2 separate regions of the Mus musculus genome follow, and region 1 is linked to region 2. The links are chromatin contacts, called in public promoter capture Hi-C maps. All regions are on one chromosome and are shown on one strand. The core of a region is the stretch at or near the end of the contact, and the rest is flanking DNA. Distances in the headings are between cores, read along the strand shown.

Region 1 (4,481 bases), core at 1,125-3,624, 2.2 Mb before region 2:
GGCTCCTTTCAGAGTCTTTCAGAAGGAAGGAAGGAAGGAAGGAAGGAAGGAAGGAAGAAAGAAAGAAAGAAAGAAAGAAAGAAAGAAAGAAAGAAAGAAAGAAGAGAGAAAGAAAGTCAGTCTTACCTAGGGGAGCCAGGTCCCTTCATGATCCTTTTTGAAGGCCCAGTCTTCTCCACAGTGGCATTCTTACCAAGTTTATGTATTGGTATGGAGTGCTCTTGCTGAGGGCCTCCTTGCTACAGGGACTCCACCTTGTATATCGTCTCCATTTTGTACTAAACTAGATTCTAAGAAATGACTGAATTTCCAGAAACTGCTTCTGGCCCCAGGTGTCCTACATGAACTTGAAATATATATCTCAACTTATGCTTTGTTGGTTATCACCCATACATGCCATGTCTGAAACCCAGAAGTTGCTAAAGAAACTTTGATTGGCTGGTCTCTATCCAAGCCAAGTTATCAGGAAGCCATCTGAGGTACTTGATGGATAATAACCCACTTCTTAAGGTGCCAGGTATGAATCCAGTTGGAAAGATACAATGTATACGTGTACTCAGTTAGTTGCCTCTATTCATGTCCCTATTTCACCTAATTTGTGTTTTGGTTTTGTTACTATTGTTTTTGGGTTTTTTGTTTTTTTGTTTTTTGTTTTGTTTTGTTTTGTTTTGGAAACAGGGTTTTTCTGTGTAGCCTTGGCTATCTTGGAATTCACTCTGTAGATCAGTCTGGCCTCAAACTCAGAAATCCACCTGTCTCTGCCTTCCAAGTGCTGGGATTAAAGGCATGCACCACCACTGCCCGGCTTGGTTTTGTTTTAAAAGGTTGCTCTGTCTTGTCCTTCCCTGTCCTGCCCTGCCCTGCCCTGTCCCACTGACAGTTTGAATTCTGAACCCAGCTGTTTCCCTGATATACTAGTTTTATGAATAAATTGTGTTGCCTGGAACTTGGTTTTCATAGTGAATTATTCCCAAATTCTCAGACCTTAACATTCTGATCTGAAAAACAGGCCAAAGAATTTCAATTTAGAAGGATTATAATGAATATGACCTGTTGGGGTCCATGAATAGCCACACGCTGACCACTTGGACACTAATCTCAGATATGATGAAAGTTTATTGACTACTTAATTCAGGCTTATCGATTAGGGACATAGAAAGGACTTGGGAACCAGACTGTGCTACCTAGGGCAGACTGGTTATAGGAAAACCAAGTGCAGAAGACATTGTAAAGCCCCAGAGTATCATTACCTGCCGGGAGACACACACCCCCGCCCCCCCATCCGAAGTGAAATGAGACTCTCAGATCCATGCAAAAGCAAGAGGTTTATTTTTCTGGTCCGCTGGGATCGACCTTCAGCGGTCTCTCAGGCAAGAGACCAAGAGACCGGAGGCGACCCTACATACAAGCACCTTTTATACATTTTTAAGCCTATTACAGTAACAACACCTAAGCCCTTGGTGATAAGTTGTTAGGCTGACCTTTTGGCTGATTGGCTGGGCCAATATCAGATCATCCTGGGAGAGTAACTTCGTTCCCCAGAGGGCCCAGGTGGCCTTCAGCCAGGACGTTGTATGATTTTTCTGAGAAGTGTTTTGTCAGTCATTTCTGCGAAATCGTCCTGGGGTCGGGAGCGAGAAATTCTCCCTTGAGGCCTAATACCCTCTCCTGGAGCCATCTCAGGGTTCGATCAGAGTCGCTTAGTCTTATCAGTATTATGAGCTGCCCTCTAAGCTGACTGGTACTAAGTGAGATGGGTAAGGTGGTAGTTAGGGGTTTCCAGAGTATTGAGCTAACAGAGCATGAGTATTATGGAGAACGTTATGTCAGCTACGAATAATTACTTCTAGGAAGCACAATCTGAGAACCTGTACTTAATTTCACCTTATGAGCAATATGGAGACTAAAATCAAAATAGCTAGTCATGTTAAACGGAACAGGCCTTAATATGTCCCATTCCTGGAATGACCCAGGACTGCATGGTTCAGCTCTTGCTTCAGGCGCACTCTGTGGAGATGACTACTGCAGTCCTGTAAACCCCGTGTTTGAAGTCGGTGTCTGTATCTGACTAGAGACTTGGTTTGCTTCATGGGACCTGGCATCGCACCAGCAAAAGCAGTGACCTGCCATTAGCCTTTGCCTGGACAGCGACTTCTGGCGACTCTTGGGCAGGAGAAGCAGTAACTGGCAATAGCGGGCAGGAAGAACTACAAGTCCCAGGGGGCTTTGCTCCCGCTTTGGATGCCTCTACATTTTGTGCCAGTTAGTTCTGAGCAGCCCTCAGTTCTGCCCAGAGAGAGCGCTGAACTTCCTCTTCCGCTCCTAATGTGGCCACGCCCCAGGTCCAACTCTGTGACGTCATTTAGGTTTACCAGTCCTGCGCGACCGGAAGTTGGTTGTGGAGGGCCGCAACTGCCGTCCAGGCTTAAGAGGGCTTCCGCGATGCCTTTGTCCGGAGTAGTCAGTCAGCTCCTGGAACTGTGAGTCCGCCCCAGCTCCCAGTCCCTTCCCTCACGTCCTGCTGGCTCCTAGTCCTTGTCCCGGCTTTGTGTCTGGTCTCTGAGGACTGTGGTGCACCGTGGGGCTGGCGGCTCCACCCGATGGCCTGTCTCAGGTGGGCGTTGAGGGTGAAGGCAGAACAAAAGAAACCTGGAGCCAGGCTGGACCAACAAACCTCCACTAATACCGGCGTGACTCGCTAGCTTTGGGACCATGAACAGTAACAATCTCTCCCGATTGTACAGGAGAGCTTTCTAAAATTCGGATAACAGTAGGGCGTGGCAGTTCACGCCTATAATCCCAGCTATCCGGAAACTGAAACAGGATTGCCACAAATTCGAAGCTAACGGGGTAATGTTGTAATACACACGCATACCCAAGCAAATCGCGTATTAGTACCTGTCTCAAGGAGTCTTTGTAAGAATCAGCTTAACATATGTAAAGCCCTTAATCCAAACACTTCTTGAGAATTCAAGTTGAAGTTCAAGGCTCTTCAGCCATATAGTGAGTTAGAGGCAGGCTTTAGTATTACTTGTTATTTCTATTTTTAGAAAGAAAAACTATTAACAGAAAAGCAGGAATGGTTTAACAATTGGAAACTACAAAGACTACATTGGTTCCGTTGTTGACTTAACAGTACATAAACAAATGTTATTTCTTGCCTAAGTTCCAGCTTTTTCTTCTGTATTGTTTTGTTGCTATTTATTTTTCCTTGAGACAGTCTCATGTAGCCTATGCTGGCCTAGAACACATTGTGTGTGTAGCCAAGGATAACTTTAAACTTCTGATCCTTCTTCATTCATTTCCTGAATGTTGAGATTACAGACACACACTATATTATTCCCAGTTTACCTCAGCCTCCTGAGCCCGAGGCAAGCATAATGCCAACTCAGTTATATCCCCAACCCTTTTGTTTTGAGACAGAATCTTATGTAGCACAGGCTGGCCTCAGACCCACAATGTCAGGCTAACCTTGAACTCTTGAGTCTTCTGCCCCAGCCTTCCAAATGCTGAGATTATAGACTTGAGTTATCAGCACCAGCTTTGGCTTTGGCTTTTTGAGGACAGGGTCTCATGTAGCATAACAGGCTAGAAATTCATTGTGTGGCAAAGGATGTCCCTGAACTTCAAGATCCTTCTTGCTTGTACCCATAGAGTTCTGGGATTGCAAGTATGCCACAATTGTTTGTGTAGATAGAACTTAAAGCTGACTTACCAGAAAGCAATTTGACAATATTGTTACCATACCACAGAACAATATGGATGCTTTTCTAAAGGGAAATAACTAAATGAGATGTCCAATGTGAAGCTTATAGCCATTACAAAGGGTGAGAATACTGAAATGCTTTTAAGGTTTTCACAAGAGATTGTTGAATGAAAAGGACAGTAGGTACTGAGAAGTAACTATTACCGGAATGCTGTTTTAGGAAACTGACACCTCCCTTCTCAATACCCTTCAATACCTTTATTATATGTTTGTGTGGGGATGTGTATGCAAGCACAAGGGAAGAAAGAATGTGTGTGTGTTTGTAAACAGAATTTGTGGTTGCTTGACACAGGTATGAGTTTCTCAGATGGCCAGAATTTGAAGCCCTAAAACATGTTGGTTACATTGCTTTAAAAGAGGCTAAAGAAGACTCTACCTATTCTGGTATATTGGCTGGTTTTGTGTGTCAACTTAACACAAGCTGGAGTTACCACAAATAAAGTTCCTCAGTTGAGGAATTGCCTCTATGAGATCCAGCTATAAGGCATTTTCTCAATTAGTAATCAAGGGAGAGGGCCCAGCCCATTGAGTGGTGCCATCTCTCTAGGCTGGTGGTCTTGGGGTCTATATGAAGGCAAGCTAAGCAAGCCAGGGGAAGCAGTCAAGTAAAGTGGCACTCCTCTATAGCCTCTGCATCAGCTCTTGCATCCAGGTTCCTATGTGAGTTCTAGTCTTGACTTTCTTTGGTGATGAACAGCAATGTCGAAGTGTAAGC
Region 2 (4,758 bases), core at 2-2,501:
TTGCTGGGAAGAAGCAATTGTGGAGGGAGGGCTCAGAAGGTCAGCAGTGGGAAGTTTTCTTTAGGAGTCCTGAACCAAAACTGACATCCCCACCACACCTCATGAACAGTTGCTCTCCTTACAACAGCAGTAACATTTTAAGCTTGTGACTATGAGATGAGTTCAAAGACAACTTTTTTTTCCAAATCAAACTTTATGTATAATTTATCATTTTCTCTTCCAATTTTTAGTTTTGAATAAACAAAACCCAAAGTAAAATTTCCCAAGACACAGCAACAGCTATTTTTTTTTTCTTTTCTTTTCCGTAACTGGGACACTAGCAAGTTTTAACCCAGGGATCACTTTCAGTCAATGTAGGGGGTGGATAGCCCTGTGTTGGGGATTGTCCTCCTGTTCTGTCTCACAGGCCAGTCACAGCAACATGCCCAGTTTAGAGGATGCGGATGTAAACTCTGCCCATGTCACTCAGCCCATCTCTTTTACTCAGACAGTTCCCTAGCAGCTCTTTGATGGAGATACAGTCCTTTGTTTCCAGCACAAACTGCTCCACAGCCTTTCGTCCTGGCAGCTGGCTCTCCATCATCCCGTTTCTGACACTCTCCAGGACAACGCCTCTGATAGCCTTAGGTTCTCCAGGCACACCGAAGATGATAAACAGACCCAGACAGTCCTCTCCTACCAAGTTACAGAACTCTTGCAGCTTGTCAAATCTGCCTTTTTTCCAAGACTCCTCTCCCCTTGACTCACAGGATTTTGGGTCCGTCAGAGGGAGCGAAGCCATCCTCAGAGTCTGCACTGCCACCTGAAGCCGTATTTGCTTATCAGGTCCCCAGAAGGTCCAAATCCAGTCTGCTCCAAACAGCCAGGCCTGGTGCTTGGTCATCTTGGTGGTGGTGAGCCACTCATCCGCTCCCCTTTCCTGGCAGAAGGTAACGAAGTGGACGAGGAAGACCTCAGTCAGTGAACTCGCTGCAAGGCAGAGTCTGCTCAGCGGATACTCAAACCCGAGGTACTCCTTCAGCTTCTGCGCTGCATGGGAAATAGCCGCACTGACCACCTCACACATGGCAAGAACCTCCTGGCTGTCCTTCGGAGCTACCTGCTGTGAAGCCTTTTGTCCCATTTTCTCACACCCAGTAAATGCTGCTTCTAGCTATTCAGCATGTGAATGTCACCGGGAACTGCCTCTTTCTCATAGATTTTCTTCAGCAAAGCCACATCTGTTAAAGCCACCACCAGCTTCCTAATGCCACAGCTTCCTTGATGTGGCTAGCCATATAGACCCGAGGCTAGACAAACATGTGAGGGAGGGCCCCGTTTGTCAACTGGGTGTGTTGTGCTCACAGATTCCTGATGCTTGCCAAGTGACAAATGACAATTTCACACAAAACACCTGCTCTACTCCAGGTTATGTACAGGCTACATTTGATCTCTTCCTGGATGTGGCTCCTGTTTCTAAAAACTAGTCAAAATAAAACCAGCACGTGAATGTATGGGTTAGACTCCTACATTCTCCAACCAATGTCTCTAAGCTTGTGTCTCTTCTGTTTCCCTTTTTTGACGCATCTGTTCTGACCCTTCCTTCCCCAGGCAGGTTGCTGGCATTTCCTTTTATATGTACTTCTTAAGCAGAGATCTCAATTTGTCTGATTCAAAAAAACTCAATCAAACGTGCAAGTTTACAAACAAAAATCAGTTACTGTTTCCACCAGAAATGAAGACTTTGTTTTTCTGAACAAAGAAACAATGACAAATACACAAGGCAATTATCAATTGACTTTATTTCCTCTCATAAGGTAATGCAAACTTTGCATAATACTTTTGTAAATAAAATATATAATCAAAAGTTTTTAACTTTATCACATATCATCAGTTGTTACATTGTCCTTGATAAAGAATATTTGGCATCTGTAACAGTCTGCTGGTATTTTAACCAGGTTCTAATAACAAACTGAGCTTTCAAATGGTGGTATTTATTCATGTTAAACTAAAACCCCAATACAGGAAGAAGCCAATATTGTCATGAAATCATGAATGGGAGCATGTTAGCATCTGATAATTTAATTAGAAATAACCAGCAGTGTTACAAGGTTCACAATGAACAGCTTTATAACCTGCAGAGCATAAAAACGGCATACTGCTGACATTTGGAAATAGCTATCACCAGATCTATCACTGTAAAGTGACCTGTCCACCTGTCCCCCAGTGTCTAAGCTCCTGTCCAGAACACAGGGGATCTCATTTAGAGTAGCCCTGAATGAAAAGTAGATTGTCTCCAACCCTGCTGAAAACACTCATAGACACATACCACTCAACAGCTGCTTTGTAGCTTTCTATTTTCTTTACAAAAAGCCTTTGGGCCCTGTGTGACAGAAAACATGAGCAACCTGCTGTTGGACAGGATAGCCATTAGAAAATGTTCTACAGCTTTAAAATATTTGGGTTCTGATTGAAATAATACGAAGCCCCATCAGCTGACAGTCTGAGTGTAAGGTACAATCGACATGGCTAGGCAGGACTCCTTAGTTCAACATAATGATGAGTTTAGCAAAGGGAAAAAAAAAGAAACTTAAGATGTAAAGGTTCTGTTTGTTTTTTTTGTTTTTCCAAAGTTATTCTAACAAAAACTTTTCTGATGGGTATATGAGTGCATCCAAAGGCTTCAAGTTGATGTGGTAATACCCTAAAATTCTTCATTATAAAGCAAATGGAGTCAAGATTAAAGTCCAAGCTCCAAACTGCTCAGCAATTTTTGTGGGAGCCAAAGAAGTTTATCAAGTAGAATTTAGCCTGAATGGTAACACTGTTAAAATTCAGCAGTGGAAAAAAAATGGGACTCTGGTATCTTCAGGAATCAGCTGGTATATGATCATTGAAATATTGGGGTTTCTTCGTTTTAATATGATCTTTTGATCCTTGTGTCACAAAATAAAGGTTCTGCTTTCTGTATACTGTATATATACACGTATTTAGAAAAATATATAAAAATAAGACAGTGAGAGGCAAGTGGAGGTGCTGCTGGCATGGTGGCCTTGGATCTGGGGAGCAGCTCTTTCCGCTCAGACGGCTGCAGTGAACACTGATGTGGCCAGATCCTCCCTCCTGGGGATGTGAGCGAAGCACTCTGGTAAACACCCAATCGTAAATGCAACATATGTCACAGACTTTACATTAAATAGAGGCAGAGCAAGCGCACTTCCGTTCACCAGTGTCTTTTTTCTCAGTATCCTCAGAACTGGCACCATTTCCGTGTGACAGTTCTCCTTCTGAGTGAGCAGAAGACCAAACAATAAACAATGCACAACCTGTCACCTGCTGTATTCACTATCCGAGAAACCAAGTTAGAAAATGACATCTGTGCTCCTGGCATTTGCCCAGGTGCTCTGCTCAAACGTTGGAGTCTTCATCTGTGATGCTGGCACTCGGGGAGCGGGCAGCAAAATCCTTAAACATGTCATCTTCCTTTAACATGTGCTGAAAAACAAGGGACATGGAGTTACACAGAGTCCCGAGCTTAGCACATGCCTCCAACATGCAAGGAGGTGTTTGTGGCTTTGGGTGCTGTTAGAATAACATTTGCAACTCACTGCAAACACTCACAGTACACACTTGCTGCACACACTCACTGTACACACTCACCGTGAGATTGTTGATGCCTTCAGAAAATGCACCTATCTGTCTCACCGTCCCTTCTGAATCTTCCATCTGCCATGAACAGACCACAGTGTGACAAGCTCATTTGTACAATTTCAAGAGTACAGATAACTGAATGACAGTCTAAACAGAAAGAATGTACACAGCATCGAATGCAGCAGGAACAAGAGTGACTCCGTGCCTCAGCTTCCCTACTGCGACACTTTTAAGGTCTCAAATCAGCACCAGCAATAAAGTACGTCAGGTGCTGAGGACAGTGCCTGGAAGCGCGCAGCAATTGGCAGCTATTCAGGATACTTTGCTATTTTTACTTTCAGGCACATGAAGACAGCACCCTTCCTCAGTGACAGTGTGCAAGGCTTCCAAGCAGTGTCTGCATGACTGTGGGCACCTTACCTGCTCTAACCGATCCAAATCATCCTCTTCATACAGGCGCATGTCCAAGCCAGGTCTAAACCCCTTCTGGGAGCTACCTGATGCCTGGCCTAGCTCCATCGGACAAACATATTCCTCTCCATCTTCATGTTTCTTCTTCCTCAGATTCCCAAAGTTGCTAAAGGTCAGCTTCTTCGGCTTTAAAAGCAAACAAATACAATAGGATAAAATCCCTATAACAAAGGACTAATTACACCTATAAGATAATTATTCACCTCACCATACAGGGGAAGCAACGTCAATGACCAAATTATCACGGGAAAGCCACAAGCACCCCAGACATAGTATCAGCACACCCAAATATCATAAATTGTCTTGATGTAACTCTCAAAAGGTCAATCTCACCGTTATGCCACAGGCTGGACATGTCAAAATCCTTTGTTAGGATTAGACAGGACTTAATGCAATCGAATTCCTCTCAGGGATGAGCCAAATTTTGCAAAACTATTCAGTCTAAGATCAGTGAAAGCCAGTGGTCCTCACTGGGCCTTTGTGGCATGGGCCTGCCTGCAACTGCAGCTACTCAGTAGCTGAGGCATGAGAGCCACAGGCTTAAATACTGCCTGGGCAGCTTAACAAGAGCATGACTCACAATTAAAAAATAAAATAAAAATAAAAAAATTGAAAAGTGGCAGATTGGGGTGTACCCATCAATTTTAGAGCACTGGA

What was found. Promoter capture Hi-C pulls out the DNA fragments that hold promoters and counts their contacts.
Region 1: a promoter capture Hi-C map of hippocampal neurons shows a contact between it and region 2, with 5 times the contacts expected there. The contact joins the promoter of Amn1 here to the promoter of Rep15 in region 2. A contact is called at or near these places in 1 of 39 promoter capture datasets (hippocampal neurons) and 1 of 115 datasets of contacts at active chromatin or transcription factors (astrocytes).

Annotation. Positions count from the first base shown.
Region 1 is chr6:149,186,605-149,191,085 of GRCm38.p6, reverse strand. It overlaps Amn1 (antagonist of mitotic exit network 1), which reads left to right and starts at 2,374. Exons shown (of 7, transcript NM_001113424.1): 1 at 2,374-2,480. The coding sequence starts at 2,443.
Region 2 is chr6:147,029,030-147,033,787 of GRCm38.p6, reverse strand. It overlaps Rep15 (RAB15 effector protein), which reads right to left and starts at 1,251. Exons shown (of 1, transcript NM_025620.2): 1 at 270-1,251. The coding sequence starts at 1,123. The coding sequence ends at 431. It overlaps Ppfibp1 (PTPRF interacting protein, binding protein 1 (liprin beta 1)), which reads right to left. Exons shown (of 31, transcript NM_001355728.1): 29 at 4,051-4,227; 30 at 3,640-3,705; 31 at 1,763-3,474. The coding sequence ends at 3,388. It also overlaps the pseudogene Gm35876.